Linked DNA regions of Gossypium arboreum: region 2 is linked to region 1. A link is a contact called in public Hi-C data. All regions are on one chromosome and are shown on one strand. The core of a region is the stretch at or near the end of the contact, and the rest is flanking DNA. Distances in the headings are between cores, read along the strand shown. Region 1 holds the start of LOC108474823 (protein JINGUBANG). Region 2 holds the start of LOC108475565 (protein terminal ear1-like).

Evidence for each region. Hi-C and Micro-C count contacts between places; a contact is called where the count stands out from the background.
Region 2: a Hi-C map of leaf shows a contact between it and region 1, with 2.2 times the contacts expected there. The contact joins the promoter of LOC108475565 here to the promoter of LOC108474823 in region 1. A contact is called at or near these places in 2 of 5 Hi-C or Micro-C datasets (both in leaf).

The regions. Positions count from the first base shown.
Region 1 is chr3:19,105,189-19,108,930 of ASM2569848v2, forward strand. LOC108474823 (protein JINGUBANG) reads right to left here and starts at 1,979. Exons shown (of 1, transcript XM_017776846.2): 1 at 135-1,979. The coding sequence starts at 1,895. The coding sequence ends at 573.
Region 2 is chr3:19,393,199-19,396,940 of ASM2569848v2, forward strand. It overlaps LOC108475565 (protein terminal ear1-like), which reads right to left and starts at 1,668. Exons shown (of 5, transcript XM_017777543.2): 1 at 553-1,668; 2 at 1-382. The coding sequence starts at 1,285.

The sequences.
Region 1 (3,742 bases), core at 729-3,228:
CCTTAAACCATAATAAAATCAAACTTTATCAAAAATAAATTATAAATAAATCAAACAAACCTTATTTCTATAAAAAAAATCTTAAAATGCCCATAAACTAAAATAACAAAAAAAAATGTATAACATTAAAAACATTTAAATTACAAACTCTAATATCACTTTATTTCTTCCTCTCCATACACCAACCAAAATAAAAATAATAATAATGATGATGGTGGCCAGGTGTAAGATATGCACACATGGGCACATGTACGGTGCCTCATATATATCTTATTTTAATTACTTAGAATTACTACATCTAATTAATAATTAATATTGCAATTGATTATCCTACAATTGCAATTAAACTGTTTCTTTTTTTCTAAATGAGCAACATGATGCAGAAATAGTGAACTATATATTGAAAATAATAATATATCTTTCAGGCAGCAAACAAAATTGAAAGAAACAAAAGAACAAATAATCCAGGGTTGGTAAAACGTCCGGGACCATATCAGAAAAAATTTAAGCGGCCGCAAATTTTTCCTTTCCTTTTTTCAATTTAATTATGATTCAATTCCTTTTTTTTTTTTTCACAAATTCCATTTTCGGAAATCCGTCGCCGACGAGGGGCTACCCGAAAACGAGACTTTCCACGTTCTAATTTCGCCATCCAGGCTTCCGCTAATAACCGAAACTACATCACTATGTTCATCGTCTCTGACAGCCGTCAATGACTTCACCGGCTTCCGGTGACCTTCCAAAACTGCCAAACAACAATATTTCCCTTCCACTCCACGTTGCCAGATCCTAACCATCCGATCCGCGGACCCGCTCATTAGTAAATCACAGACGTTGATCAAGCATAGGATTGCCTTTCCATGCCCTCTCAGCGCTCCCGTCACCACCATGTAATTGGCGCTATCTTCCCTCTCCCATACCAGAATCGAACGGTCACACGCACCGGAGAAAAGCACTGATCTTTCGTCGTCTAAAGCCAGTGCGTTTACCGCTGACTTATGCTTCTCAAGAGTCGCCACCAATGCGTACCGCTTCTCGCCTGAGGGTTTCGCCCAGACTCGGATCCGTCGGTCAGCGGACCCTGTATAAACCGTTCCGTCAACGGAGGCCGTGATGGCGTTAATGGCGTCGTCGTGTGCTTTAATAGACTGTAAACAACGCGCATCCGATGCTCGCCATATCTTCAAGGTTTTATCCCAAGAAACTGAGTAGATTAAACCTCTATTGACGGCGAGCCCAGTAACGGCGTCGGCGTGTTCGATCCACAACCGCTTCACGTGACGGCGAACACTGACATAGTTCTTTGGGAGAACAAAACGACGTAAGCGGTCGTTAACGGTAGGTAGGGCGGTTAAGAACTTGTGCTTTTTAGTCACGGTCATTTGCCAGACCCGGATCTTAGAGTCCTGGTGAGCAGTGAAGACTTTTCCGTCACAGAAAGTGACAGACTTAACGGAACCGGAGGATGAATCGTTGCCGTTGTAGGCATCGAGAAGAGTGGATGTTTGGCGATCGTAGACGCTAATTTCGTTAACAGAAGCAACATACAAGAAGTTACCCTGAACCGCAACGCAGGTGATCGGGTGGTTGGGTAGAGGCATAATTGAAGAAACGCTGATGTCAGAGACGGAAAAGACTAAGGTATCAGGGAAAAGCTGTAAGGAAGGTACAGATGGCAGAGTCTGGAGGGAAGGGTTGCTAGGGAGGCTGCTGTAGCTCGTGTCACTTGAAGAAGCTGAAGATGAGGTGGCGCTCCCTCGATTATCGGAGGAACTATCGGAAACCAAATGTTCCGATAAGCGCGGTGGTTTTTTAGGGAACGGGATGGTGGAGTCGTGGGTTAAAGTGGCGCAGCTGCTGGTTGTGCATGTAGCTAGCCATGATCGGACCTTCATGCCGGCCTTTCAGCCCTAAAGCAAAAATATAGAAGCTAGGCACGAGAGAGGATTGAAGCAGGACCTTCGTTGTGGTTTATAATTATATAAAGAAAAAAAGGTAATGCCACGTGGAGTTGAGAGAGTGGATATGGTACGATCAGTCCTAGGCTCCAAAAGGACAAGAAATGGCACGTCAAAAGGAGTAGTTTTGTGATTTTATTGGGGGTGCTCTTTCCCAGCTTGCTGCTTTGCAAATTACAACTCTGTAAAATAGAATTTAGGATTATCAATACAAATTTTAACTCTAATATTTAACATAAACAATTTATAATTAAAGCATTAACGTATATAATTCCGTCATTCTAATCAATCTCCTTAAAATTATAAATGATAAATATGATAATTAAAAAATTGATATAATAATAAATTTAGTCATAAAATTTTATATATTATATCACTTTATATTTTTTAAAAATTCACTTTCAAAATTTATAAATAATTTTAAATTTTGATTTTAATTTTAAAAATTATAAAAATATATAAAATACATAAATACTTTCAATAATAATAAATTTTATATTAATATAATATTAATAATATAATTATATTAATATTAAATAAAATAAAATAAAATCCTCCCACCTCCGTAGCTCACCCCCTCCCACCACCGTTCCCTTACCCCCGAGGCAATTAAGAAGAAGTATGAGAAGGAATATTACAAGTATTTGGATTCAAATTAGCCATGAAATTAATGGAATTCGGAAGCAATAGAGGGACAGTGATGGGTGGGGGTGGGGGTACGACGACGGTGGGAAGGAAAGTTCCGGTGGGAGAGAGGGAGAGGGACCGGAGTGAGAGATTTTTATTTTATATTAATATTAATATAAAATTTAAATTTATTATTAAATCTTTGGAAAATATTTATGTAATTTTGAGAACATTTGTAAATTTTGAAGGTTAATTTTTAAAATTGTATATGATTAAATTAATATAATATATAAAAGTTAAGAAATAAAATTGTTATTATACCAAAATTTTAACTGCTATGTAAACTATATAATATGAATGTTTAAATTATAAACTTTTTATTTTTATTGTCTAAAATAATTTTTTTATAATTGGGTTACTATCTATATAGTTTACCCTAGATTTTGTATATTAAAATTAATTATACTATTAATGTATATTTTATAAAAATATAGTTCAAAAAATATTTTTATTTATTAATTGTAAATTTTTAAAATTATATTACTCAAATAACTTGATGGATTAAATTGATTTGACGATTTGGTTATTTCCTCCAATTTAATTTTTATACAGTCTGGGCACAAATCAAAAGTTGGAAATATTTTTCTCGGTTAGGAAAATGGGGTCATTTAGGCTTTAGTTAGTGTAATGATGCGGCCTAGCTAGAAGATATTTAACTAAGCTGTCTTCGATTGAATCATTTGCATTCTTTCTCCAAAGTAGATCATTTTAGGAAAAATAATAGAAATGAACTTTTAAATTTTCATGGTACAAAAAGGAAAAGTCGAAATCATCACCCCACAACTTAGCTTACCTGTTTCAAATTCTAATTTGATGGTACATGAATGTACACTTGAATCTCTAATCCATTATTATTATTTCTTTGTTTCTTATATCTACTTCTTTTTTGCAAAATAAAAAAAATAAAATCCCAAAGTAGCATTAGTATGATGAAGTATGTCTGGACTTTAAATTTTCAATAGTACGAACAATAATCTTCATGAATATTTGATAGATATAAAGAAATAAATAACATGAAAGAAACCATGTAAATGTGCTTTTGAAGAGGAATGGGAAATTACGAAAAGAGTTACTCCTTTTCAGTCTGGTAGGCTTAC
Region 2 (3,742 bases), core at 418-2,917, 290 kb after region 1:
CTAGAATTCAAAGGTTTCACAGTAGGCGATTGGTTTCGAGGAAGAAAAGAACGAGGTATATCGTTGGAAGAAAATCTAGCAGAGAATTTACGAGGCAGCGGCGGGGGAGGTGGGGGAGAAGATGAGTACTTGGGATTTCTCGTATGGGGATTATATTTATCAGTGAAAGCTGTAATAGTGTTAATTTTGTTAACGTTGTTATCACTATTGAAGAACTTCCTGCTATATCCTCCGGGTCGACTAAATTCAATTACAACTTGCTTCCCATTAATTTCTTTTCCATTCATTTCTCTCAAAGCCTTAGCCGCATCCCTTACGTCATAAAACTCCACAAACTTTTGGTGTTTCTTCAATGGTGTTTCTCTCAGTTCCTTCACTGGGCCTAAACAACAAACCAGGTTGCAAAATTTTGTAACAAAGCATGAAAATATCTTTGACTGCTAATCAAAGTATCAACCCCCCCCCCCAAAAGAGTAAAACAAAATAGATTGAACAACAAAAACCCAAACAAAGCAAGCGAACATAAAAGACAAGAAATGAACCGAAACTTACCATAAGCTTGGAAGATTTCTTTGAGTTGCGAAATTGAAACGCCGGTGTCCAAATTGAATACCACAACAGTTCCTTGATTATTCCCCTCAGGGACAGCATTGCTTGCCGGAATAGTGAAGTGGGCCCAGACAGGCCTCCCGGCTATGAGTCCACGCGCAGAAGGGAGTGGAACACAAGCGTTGGACACACCTGGTTCGCACCCGGTAGCAGCCGCAGTGTACTGGTCTCGAACCCTGGCTTGCTCTTGCATGTGCTGCTCGCGTATTTCTTTCAACGCTTTCTCCGCATGTCTCAGATCGTAGAAATGGACGGTCACGATCCCTTCTCGGACTCTTTCCATCTGGACCCCGCGTACTTCCCCGAACACTTCCAATTCTTTCCACACCTTTGACTCGCTCACATCGCATGGAACCAACGTTAACACCAAAGCCCTCGTCGCCGCCGCAGTCGGAGGTGGAAGTGGCAGCTGCGGTGCAACCACCATGGACGCTGTAGTGACGCAAGGCGCTGGTGCAGGTATAGCTACAGGTGCATGTAGAGGCAGGGCAGCATGGAACTGCGGTACGCCGCCGCTGCAAAACGGTACCGTTGGAGACGCAGCGTACGGGTAGTAAAGTTGGGGGGGTCTGTAGAGAGGAAATTGGGGTTGGCAAACTACGTTTTGGGCGGGCCAAAATTCTTGTGCCGTCGGGTCAAGGTTTCCAGGGAACCGGACCGTCCCGGTTTCCCCCATGGCTGTTTCAGGGCGGAGAACCAGTAGTCCACCACTCAAAGGGGAAAAAAAAGCTTTTCTTCAACTAGATAAAAAGGAGCCGAGAAAGTATATTTATGAGAAAGCTGTTCTCTTTTATCTGAGTTCAGCTTGGGAAATTAAAAGCCCAAGAAAACATTTTCTTTGTTTGTATTGTTGTCGTTTTCCATGTCCAAGAAAAACTCATTAAAGTTGGTAGTCGAAGTGTAAGTAAAAACGAAAAGGAGAGAATGGATTGGGAGGGTTTTGGTTTTTTTTCCCTTTCCTTTTCGCTATATACTTGGTTTCCAGGAAACAAGAAAAGGTTGCCAAAAGTGTCCTCGTCTCCCGAATTGCCACCTCATGGGAAAGATGATGAGTTTTTTTAGAGTGAATAAAACCCCTTACTTTCTGGGTTTTTGTTTTTGGATTTTGATCATGATCCTCGTAGTAATTCGGGGGTTGATTAAGAATTTGGAGCGTACACGTGGCCACACAAATGAAATGTGTGGTGCGGGTTGAGTAATAATAAGCATTGCTGCATGTGAGTATTACTTTTTTTTCTTTTCATCTTTAGTATTTTTGACTAATCAGAGACAGTCAGACTCGGACAGACTAATCGCTTCTCCACCTCTGCTTTTATTTTTAGCACAGTGCAGTGCACCCTCATTTATTCTTTCACATCCGCATCTATGTGTTATTCTCCCGATAATTAATAAATTAAATTGAGATATTCAGTTATTAAGATTTTTTATCATCCAATCATCAAAATTTATAAAATAATTATTTAATTATTTAAATATTTTCATCATCAATCAATAAATGATTACTAAAAGTTAACTTGGAGTTTTAAAATTAACATAATAACAATTTAAAATTTTAAAATTTAAAATTTTAACATTTATATATTGTGTCAAAATTAAACTTTTAACATTTGCACATTGTACTTCCATAAAACACCACCTTCTTAATGTAGATGCCTATTCTTCCTCCTTTGGTATATAATTGTACAAGTACATGAATTATTTTAATGTGATACAATTAATCCAAAGTAATTAACCATAATCATATATTAGTCATTAAAGATGCATAATTTGGTTAATGTACCTAGTAAAATTCAATATATGTACTTTAAAGATACATGATTTTAGTCAATGTACCTATTAATGTCTAATGTGCATAGTACATTACTTTCGTCAACATGGTTGTTGAAGGGATTTTTAACCTATTAATAAGAAGCTGTGAGTCCTCTTAGCATGTTTAGTATTAGGCTTAAGAGTGTTTATGCTCAATTTTAATTCTAAATTTTGTCTATTGCCTCCATCAAAATTTTGTGTCGAGTTCATGAAAGGGAAGTACCTTTACCTACCATGCAAATTCATATTTTGTATTTGGTAAGATTTGAAACCCTGTCCTATAGCATATATGGGTTGAATTGGTAGGATGGGTGCCACAGTCTCCTCAAAGATCAAAAATTCCCTCAATAATCTTTTATGTAGCCATAAAGGCCACAAATTCCAACATTCTCTCACTTTGCCAAATGGTCACATGAGTCTTTTTAGATGTATGCACTTTAATTACAATAATGATCAAACTATACTTAATTAAATAAGTAACTACTAAAAATCATGGTGGTTTTATATCATTAAAAATATAATTCCTTCTATGCATCACAATAATAGTATTTATCTAGACAAGTCAAAATGAGAAAGAAGATGAACTATATACATTTATATTCATGTTCCATAAGGTCCTAACTCTAATGTCAAAACACCACAATATTTTTGTCACATATAATGAGCACAAGTAGACAAGAACAAGCTTTCATGTGTCCAATTAAAACTACTAGTTGGACTAGTAGTGGACACATGCACATTATGCATTTTAGGCCAAATGCTTAGTTAATGAGTGTATAACCATTTTCTCTCTTTCTTTTTTGAATAAGGGTTTATAACCATTAGGTGAGTGTTATATGGACACTTTCTATTTCACACACACCCTTTCTCTAACAATAACTTATTTTAAAGTGTTTTGGCTTATTAGTAGACCTGTTATGGGTAGAGCCACCTGGCCCGACCCGAAGGCCCGCCCAAAATGTGGGAAGGTTTGGGTAAAAATATAATCTCGAAAAATAGACTTGGACAAAAAAATAAAGCTCATTTAAAAAATGAGTCGGGCCTCGGGTAAGACATTTTTGGCCCAGGCCTGGCCCGCCCGAATTCACTAAAGGACAAAAAAAATCTATTTTTTAATATTATTTTCTTATTGTTTTCTCCATATTTTGCTACCATTTTACTATTATGTTGTTACTATTTTTTTGTTATTTTTTGGATATTGTAAAAACTTATTTTATTGTTAATTTTGTTATTATTTTAGAGGCATTTGCTTTAAGTTGCATCTATTTTAGTGTTATTTAAGCATACATATTTTTTAAAATTTATTTTCAATTTGTTGGAAAAT